Regions from separate parts of the Sus scrofa genome. Here region 1 is linked to region 2. Evidence: chromatin contacts called from public Hi-C data. All regions are on one chromosome and are shown on one strand. Each heading gives the region's core, a stretch centred on a gene start, on an enhancer-like site or on the middle of the called end of the contact. The rest is flanking DNA. Distances are from core to core; before and after follow the strand shown.

Region 1 (4,657 bases), core at 227-2,726, 300 kb before region 2:
GCACTTGGGCTCACCTCACAACCTAGCAGGGTTGGTTCCACCCCCATGACCAGCCTATCAAGCTCCTGCTCCTCTGTGGCACCCTCCCCTCCCCACTCTCTCCAAGTCATAGGACAGAGGACTACTCAGCCATCTTGCATGGTCTGGAGACAGAGGACTGGCCAGCATGGGCCCTTCTGATCCTTCCTGGCTGGGGTGGCAGGAGAGGGTGGCACTGGGTTTGCTGCCACCATCATTGAAGCCCTGGATATCAAAACTCCTACAGTTGGTGTATCACAGTGTTAAGAAGAAGGGCTCGGAGTTCCCATTGTGGCGCAGTGGTTAACGAATCTGACTAGGAACCATGAGGTTGCGGGTTCGATCCCTGGCCTTGCTCAGCGGGTTAACGATCCGGCTTTGCCGTGAGCTGTGGTGTAGGTTGCAGACGCGGCTAGGATCCCGCGTTGCTGTGGCTCTGGTGTAGGCCGGTGGCTACAGCTCCAATTCAACCCCTAGCCTGGGAACCTCCATATGCCGCGGGAGCGGCCCAAGAAATAGCAACAACAACAACAACAACAAAAGACAAAAGACAAAAAAAAAAAAAAAAAAAAAAAGAAGGGCTCTGTAGCCAAGGCATCTGGGTTCAAGTCCTGGTTCCACCATTTAGCTTCTGTGTGACATCAGCCAAGTGGTCTAGTCTCTCTGTGCTATGAAATGAGATAACAACAGGGTTGCTGTGAGGATAAAACACATTAACACACACACGTACAGAGCACTGAATTTGGCATGTGACATGGAATTAGGGCTTATGCAGCTATTAGCTGTGATCCTCATAAAAGGGTTCGAATCCAGCGGCATCTCTGTGACCTTGGACAAGTCACTTAACATCTGAGCCACCAATGTGCTGGCCACATACAAAGACACATCTGTAAGCACACACACGTACACACATACATGCATTGTGTACAGACATATGGAAGCACAAGCACGGATACACATGTACATACGCACACAATTTTGTGTGTTTATTTGTTTACTGTCTTCCTTTCCCAGCACAGACCTAAATGTAAGCTCCTAGGCAGAAAGCACCTCTGACACATCGGCTCCTAGCAGAATGCCTGACAAACGACAGGTACTCAATAAATATTTTCCAAATAAATGAACAGATGCAGGCTTTCTTCATTCCTAAAATGGGCGACAATAACCCCCATCTCACAAGGCTGCAGTTAGGAATGAACAAGACAAGGCAAGGCAAGCTCGCCCCCCCTCCCCCTCCTCCCCAACCCCGGGCCTTGCCAATTTCCTTCATAGAGCAAGGATCTGGGATTGTTATCTTAGAGGCAGACACCAGGGGGCAGCACAGGATCAACTCACTTTGGCTGTGCTGAACCCTTGCCAAAGGGAGCTGGAAGAGAGGGACCCTCCTGCAGCTCCTGGGAGGGATGGGCTGGGCACCTTGAAACGTCACCTTCCATCCCTTCGTGCCCAGACTGCCAGGAGGACTCTCACAGGTCAGATCCACATACATCACTCATTCCTCCACCAAACCTTGATGGAGTCACAGAGCTCAGAGCCTAGTGGGGAGACGGTCTCTGAACGAGCAATTAAAGTAATTACTTTAATTAAAGTAATTAAAGCCAACAAGCGAGTGCTCTAAGGCAGTGAGCGGGATGTATGGGGCACAATGACCCTGTGTTTCAGGCTCAGATGTGATGGCTGAGCAAGAGTTAACTGGGAGGCGAGGGAAGGAGAGGGTAAATGCTCTCAGGCAAAAGAATGACCTGCACAAAGGCCCTCAGGTAGGAAGAGGCTCGTCTACTTAATCTTTGGCCCGAAGAAAGGAAGAGACTCCCTGAGATCACACAGGAGAAGCAGAGCCAGGGCTGGAGCTCAGACTTCCTGGCTCCCCATCTGGGGCTCCTCCCCCAAACCCTGGTTTCCCTTCCAATAAGCATCATCTCTGATGTAGCAGCGGCAGCAGCTGTGCTGGAGGCAGAGGAATTTTGGCCCTGATCCTGCCTGACCCAACTTCCCCAGTATATGAGCTGATAAGAGATTTTAATTCTGATGTCTAGACTAAGACAATGACCAAATGTCTTGCAGCAAATGGGGCTCCTAAGAGCCTATATTTGGGGCTTGGGAGCTCTCTCTGTGATCATATTTCAGTGGCCCTGGACTGGGGCAGAGGGACTGCTGGGAGCTGCAGAGCTGAGCCTGGAGGCTTCTAATGGACTGAGGGCATTGGCTAGGAATCAGAGATGCCTGGAAAGTTCCAGTTAAGGCTGACCTTCTAAGATGAACATTCCAGGGAGCCTGAGCCGCGGACAGGGTAACCCTGCTTTATCAGTCGGAATAAATAAAGCGGTACTGGGGAAAAAAAAAAAAAAAAACTTCTACATCCAAGAGGTTTAAAACCACAAAGATGTATTTCTCCCTCACACAGGGTCCATGGTGGGTGCAAGCAGGACCTCAAGCTGGGTCAGGGAAGCCCCTGCATTGGAAGCCACTGCCATTAAGTGCTGCCACCTGGTGGTCACAGCAATCATCCCAGGGATCTGAGTCGCACTGATGTCCCGCTGCCCACCATGGGGATGGGGAGTCAGAGATGCCAAGGAAGCCACCATGGGCCCGGCCCTCACTTAACTGAGCTTCCCCCAAAGGGCCATGGACAGCCTCAGTGGACAATGGTGTCATTGACTGAGCTCTTATTCTTGTCATTTACTGAGTTCTCCCTGGTGCTATGATGACATCTAATCCCCATGACGACGCTGCAGGTGGGTACCGATATCCTCCCCCATTTTACAGAAGAGGAAACGGAGGCACAGGAAGGTTTAAGCACTTTGGCCAAAGCCACACAGTAAGTAAATGCCGGAGTGAGATTCACACCAGGCACCTGACCTTCGGAAAGAGGGATGCAACTTCCCTAAGAAAGGAGACTTGGAGAGGTGGATGGGTGTCGAGGAAATTTTTCTGTTATGCAAGTCCTGCCTTTATATCTCTTAGAGAGTTCAGTAAAAATGTATGGCTTTTTGGTGCTTTTCTTTTTTTTACGATTATTTGCATTTTTTTTTTTTTTTAATTTTGAAAAATGGGAGTTCCCGTCGTGGCTCAGTGGTTAACGAATCCGACTAGGAACCATGAGGTTGCGGGATCGATCCCTGGCCTTGCTCAGTGGGTTAAGGATCCGGCATTGCCGTGAGCTGTGGTGTAGGTTGCAGACACGGATCCGGTGTTGCTGTGGCTCTGGTGTAGGCTGGTGGCTACAGCTCTGATTCGACCCCTAGGCTGGGAACCTCTATATGCTGCAGGAGCAGCCCAAGAAATGGCAAAAAGACAAAAAAAAAAAAAAAAAAAGTCTAACCCACTGAATAGTTGAAGGACTACGCCTCATGGAGCTCCACCAACTATTAACACCTTGCTGCACCCATGCCACCTCTCCTCCTCCTCTTCCTTTTCTTCTGTTTCTCTGTCTCTTTTTCTCTCCCACGACACAGCCCCCCCACCCCTCACATTTGCCAAACCCTCCAAAAGTGAGGCGGGGCTCCGTGATGACTTCACCCACAAGCCCCTCCGTGTGCCTCTCCCAGGACAAGGACATTCTTCTACACAAGCCCACACCGAAGATAATCAACACAAATTAGGCAAATCACCCAACACCACGTGAAGATAATCAACACAAATTAGGCAAATCACCCAACACCACGTCCACACTCACATCCCCCCTCCACCCCCACTGCCTCCCAAACGTGCTTTGTGGCTGTTTGTTTTTCTGGATCCAGGATGCAGTGAAGCATCACGTATGGCATTTGGCTGTCATGTCTCTCCACTCCGTTCCTCATGACACCAGGCCCTTTGAGGAATCCAGGCCAGATGTTCTGCAGAATGTCCCCTGGCATTCCCACATTGGCTTTCGGCCAAAGAGTCCCATCGAGAATACGCCGTCAGCCCGTCTCCTCATGGCCGAGACCCTGCCTGATGGCCCGGTGGAGGTGATGGCGGCCAGGCCCCTCCAGCATCAAAACACGCTCCCCTGTGTACATAACAAGCCATTTTAGGGGTGATGCTTCAAGACTGAATATCCTGTTCCCCAGGAACTCTCACCCCGTCTCTTAGCGTGGTGCATAGATAGTTCTGGCCTGAATCACTTATTACAGTGGAGGTGACACTATGTTAATTTTCTAAGCCTTATTATTATTATTTGCTTTTTGGGGGCTGCACCTGCAGCATATGGAGGTTCCCAGGCTAGGGGTCTAATCAGAGCTATAGCTGCCAGCCTACGCCAGAGCCACAGCAACACCAGATCCAAGCCACATCTGTGACCTACGCCTCAGTTCACAGCAACACCGGATCTTTAACTCACTGAGCGAGGCCAGGGATTGAACCCACAACCACATGGTTCCTAGTCAGATTCGTTTCCACTGTGCCACGATGGGAATGCCTCTAATCCTTATTACAGACAGATTAGCAGGCCTGGTTCTTCTGGATGCAGTGGCATCTGAGCCTGTCCCAGACCACCCAGGGCTTCCCGGGTCACAGTGCATGGCAGGAGGAAGGAGGGTGGACAGGCTGCTGCGGAAGAGGCGGCTGGTAACAAGCCCACCTTCATCACCAACTAGCTGTGGGGTCCAGAGGTGGGCCTGGGACCAGCATATCTACTCACCTGGGAGATACTTGAAAC
Region 2 (4,717 bases), core at 1,979-4,478:
ATAGTGGTGGTAGTCAGGGAGGAGGGGGACTGGAAGGGGACTGGAGGGGGACTGGAGGGGGTAGGGGAGAGGATGGGGAAGAGGAGGAGGAGCAGGTTTGGGATCGGGGCATTGTCAGAGCTGTGGCGTGGCTCAGATTCGATCCCTGGCCCAGGAACTTCCATGTGTGAGTAGCTTTGACCACTGAAGCCTATGATATGGGTGGTAGGTAGAGATGGAAGATGTGGCTCAAAAGGTATATACCAAGCCTTACAGACCTAATGAAGGAATTTGGATCTTAGTTCTCTATTGTGTATAACAAACTATCCCAAAGCTGAGTGGCTTAAAATGACAACTGTTTCTTTGCTCACAGTTCTGAGGGTCGGCCAATGTGGCTGGGCTCAGTTGGGCTGGTCTTCTTCTTCTTCTTTTTTTGTCTTTTCCCTTTTTTTAGGGCCACACCCGCAGCATATGGAGGTTCCCAGGCTAGGGTCCAATCGGAGCTGTAGACGCAGTCCTATGCCACAGCCCCAGCAACAGCAACATGGGATCCGAGCCACGTCTGCAACCTACACAGCAGCTTATGGCAATGCCAGATCCTTAACCCAACGAGCAAGGCCAAGAATTGAACCCGAGTCCTCATGAATATTAGTCAGGTTTGTTAACCACTATGGGCTATTCTTCTGATGGTTACTCATGTGGCTGCAGTCTTCCGATTGCTCACCTGGTGCTGGATGGTCTAAAACAGTATCACCTTTGGAGTTCCCTGGTGGCCTAGAGGTTAAGGATTTGGCCTGGTCACTGCTGTGGCTCAGGTTTGATCCCTGGCCTGGAAATTTCCTCATGTCACTGGCATGGCCCAAAAAAAAAAAAAAAAAGTCTGACTATGTCTGGCATTTGGTGCTATATACTGGATGGGCCATGTGTCTCAAATAGACCAGCCTGGGCCTCTTCCCACAGTGGCCATATTCCAAGAGCAGAATTTACTAGGCCGGAGTTCCTGTTATGGCTCAGCAGAAACAAATCCGACTGTAACCATGAGGTTGTGGGTTCGATCCATGGCCTTGCTCAGTGGGTTAAGGATCTGGCATTGCCGTGAGCTGTGCTATAAGTTGCAGACATGGCTCGGATCCTGCGTCGCTGTGGCTGTGGTGTAGGCCAACAGCTGTAACTCCGATTGGACCCCTAGCCTGGGAACCTCCATATGCCGCAGGCGCAGACCTAAAAAGCAAAAAGCAAAAAAAGGAAAGAAAAAAAGAAAGAAACTATTAGGCCTTTTGAGGCTCAAAGTCAGGAGTAGCACAATGTCAGATTTCCCGTCGTGGCACAGTGGAAATGAATCCAACTAGTATTCCCTGTTTGATCCCTGGCCTTGGCTCAGTCAGTTATGGATCTGGCATTGCTGTGAGTTGTGGTTATGGGTAGCAGACACGGTTCTGATCCTGCGTTGCTGTGACTGTGGTGTAAGCTGGCAGCTGCAGCTCTGATTCTACCCCTAACCTGGGAACCTCCGTATGCCACAGGTGCGGCCCTACAAACGGGAAAAAAAGAAAAAAAAGAAAAAAAGTCACTTCCACCACATTCTATTGGCGAAAACAAGTTACAAGGCCAACTCTTATGGGAGAAGCTACATAGAATTTATGGCTTTTCTCTTCTTTTCCCCCCATGCCTTTGTCATGTGGAAGTTCCTGGGCCAGGGATTGAACCTGCGCCACAGCAATGGCCTTAGTCGAACCTGCGGTGACAATGCCAGATCCTTAACCCACTGTACCACACGGGAACTCCTTTGTGGACGTTTTTAATATATCATATCCTGGGCAGATGTTAGCCTGAACCAAGATAGGGGGTAGAGAGAAGCAGAGAGATTTTCATTTTCAAGATATTTAGGAGTCAGGACTGAGAAGTCTTAGGGATTGTTTCTTGAACAAGGAGGAAAGGGTGAAGTTACAAGTGACTCCTAGATCCTTGGCGTGGGTGATTGATGAATACTGGTGCCCAGAGAGAAAATACTCAGAGAGAAAAGAGGCAGAACAGGTTTGGGGAGAAGATGATGTTTCCAGTGTGAGTCAGGTCAAGGATGATGTGTCTTTAGAAAGGCAGGTGGAGGTGGGCAGGAAGCAGGTGGATATGAAGATCTTCGGAGAAACCCAGCTAGAGATTCAGTTGAGGATTCTCAGGTGTCTTAAGCCTAGAGCATCTTTCAGGGGGCTGTATTCTCAGAGCTAGAGCATCTTATGGGCAGGGATCTGCTAAGTCATCTCTGCAGCTTTGCTGAGCCTAGCCCAGTCCCCCAGGGCAAAGCAGTCAGTCTCTCCTGGTTGAAAGTTGCCAGGCTGTTATGAGGAAGAGAGATTAAGTGTCTAGGGAGAGTCTTCAGCAGCTCTGAGCTAAAATCTATGTCACAAGTGGCATGAGGGTAGATCCCAGCCCCTGTCAGGAGGAAGTTTCCTAACAACAGGCCACTGACTAATAAAGTAATGAATGCATCATCACTTGAGGGAACATCAGCAGGGGCTAAAGGAACCCTGAATGAGGATGCTGTGGAGGGGATTCCCCTCTGGGTTGGATGACAGACGCTATGACCAGCCGTGACATTCTTTGAAGGTAAATTTCCCTCACCACTCCAACCTCTGTTCCCACAGGCACCTAACATTCAGAAACTCAAGTCTTTGTTCTGCTGGGAGATCAGCACTGCAGAAGGCACCCACTAGGGTGCAAAAGAAATGTTGGCTAGGGTCCTTGCCATTCATTCATTCATTCATTCAAGCCCCTAGCAACCCTGTGCTCTCTGCTATGAATACAGAGGTGAATAGACTCTGGAAGCAATTCAATTGCAACTACAAAAACGTTGTCTTGTAGCTGCTGTTAGTTTCTGGATTTGTCTTCTCATTGGATCTCAAGAGGGTACTGAGGGGTCTCTTTGCTATAGTCCTGGGCTGTAAGATTTGATGAAAGAAAAAAATGAAAGGAAGAGAGGATTGGGAGACCTGGGCAAGTGTACAAAGGAGAATCTCAACCTGGGTGGAATCAGGGAAAACGTCAAAGAAATAAAGCAACATCTCTATCTGAACGAATAATTTACAAGATGGTATTTATTAAGTGATTTCTCCGTAGCTATTACAGTGATAGCTTTCTTTGCATTACATAGATTCTCTGGCAGCGTGGACACATCGGTCCTATTCTCTGGGCCCTCGTCCATGCACTGTTGCAGTAGGGAAAGCATATTGTTGCGCCCCGCTCAACCTTTGGGAGACCGGAAGCTAGGGGAACTGAGTTCGGCGGTGGGAGAGGGCACCCGGAGGGTTTTCTCAGGGACTCCAGCCCTAGAGACGCGCCCCGCGTTGCTAAGGGAGGCGTGGGAGGCTGTGGAGCGTAGAGGCTGCGGACGCCCTCCGCCTCGGCGTCCTCGGTTGGCCTCAGCTCCTGGCCCGGCCGACCCGCCGGTGGGTAAGGACCCTAGGGCGGGAGGAAAGGGGGCAGCTAGAGGGCGGGGGAGTGGGAGCCGCAGCGCTCTTTGAGCCGAAACCGCCCACCTGGCCAAAGAGGGTTGGGAGTACCTCAGGCCGGCTTTGGGTTGGGGGGCGCTACGTTCTGGTTATGGACGAATGCCGCCACCCTCTTCCTTCCCACCCCCTCTCTCCTATCAAAAATCAGCTTCGGCCATACGCGTGGAAAGGATTAGGGGCATTTGGGATCTGAGATGCCAGAGAGGAAGAACTGCGCACAGGTTGTCCCCAAAACTTGGGGCAACCTTGGGAGTTCGGAGCTAGTATTGATTCCCTGAATGGCTTTGGGCAAGACCCTGTTTGGTATCCTCTCGGCCTTAGTTTCCCACATCTGTACATTAGAAGGTCAAATCAGAGCATTTCCCACGTGCTTCTACTTGTTTGGTTTAGGTTCTTTGGTGTCCTAGAATGTAGTTTAAATGTGTGTACAGGGAGATTTGGGGAGCAGGAAAGAGATGTGAAATCATCATTTACATGAACAGTGGGCCAGAAGTCCAGGGGAATACGGTATGGTACCCCCGGTTTTGCTCCTGTGTGTTTTAGCACCTTACAGCTCTCTTGAGTCCCAGTTTCTTCATGAAAAATAACAGGTGGATAGGTGGATATATTCTGGAGTATATTAAGGAATGTTGTACTGGAGAGTTAAAAGAGATTTCTTTGAGTTAGAGTAACCACTGGGTATCTCAAGGCCTTTGGAAAACAGATTGTGACAGAAATGGGTCCTAGGATTCAGATTTAGGCCTGATTCCATCTGGAACTGACAAGGACATTGTGAGCCATATGAAGTTGCTGGATTTTCCAAGTCCTCGCCAGCCTTCCCAGGCCTGAGATCTGGGACAGGGCAGGGTAACTGCTCTCTAAAGGATTTATTGTTGAGCAGATTTAAAGGATTCTCATGTTGGGTCCTTAAAATGCTTCTTTTTAAAAAAAAATTTTATTACAGTTGATTTACAATTTATAATGTTCTGTCAATTTCTGCTGTGCAGCAAAGTGACCCAGTTATACCTATATACACTTTTTTTTTTTTTTTTTTTTTTTTTGGTTTTTAGGGCCACACTCATGGCAGGTGGAAGTTTCCAGGCTAGGGGTCGAATCGGAGCTATAGCTGCCAACCTACGCCACAGGCACAGCAATAGCAATGCAGGATCTGAGCCAAGTCTGTGACCTATACCACAGCTCATGGCACTGCCAGATCCTTAACCCACTGAGCGAGGCCAGGGATCAAACCCACA

The links. Hi-C and Micro-C count contacts between places; a contact is called where the count stands out from the background.
Region 1: a Hi-C map of embryonic fibroblasts shows a contact between it and region 2, with 1.4 times the contacts expected there. The contact joins the enhancer-like site here to the promoter of WDR31 in region 2. A contact is called at or near these places in 2 of 5 promoter capture datasets (fetal liver and liver) and 5 of 47 Hi-C or Micro-C datasets (embryonic fibroblasts, fetal heart ventricle, fetal liver and 2 more).

Annotation. Positions count from the first base shown.
Region 1 is chr1:254,267,685-254,272,341 of Sscrofa11.1, reverse strand. No RefSeq gene overlaps it. Among named protein-coding and RNA genes, the nearest start is that of MIR378B, 130 kb to the right of the region's middle. Within about 2 kb of position 1,476, at least 38 of the 83 cell types and tissues checked have an H3K27ac peak or open chromatin away from gene starts, as enhancers often do. A contact at or near this core is called in embryonic fibroblasts, fetal skeletal muscle, liver and 1 more, where this site is marked.
Region 2 is chr1:253,965,280-253,969,996 of Sscrofa11.1, reverse strand. WDR31 (WD repeat-containing protein 31) reads left to right here and starts at 3,228. Exons shown (of 11, transcript XM_005660341.3): 1 at 3,228-3,426. RNF183 (RING finger protein 183) reads left to right here and starts at 3,295. Exons shown (of 10, transcript XM_021067676.1): 1 at 3,295-3,426.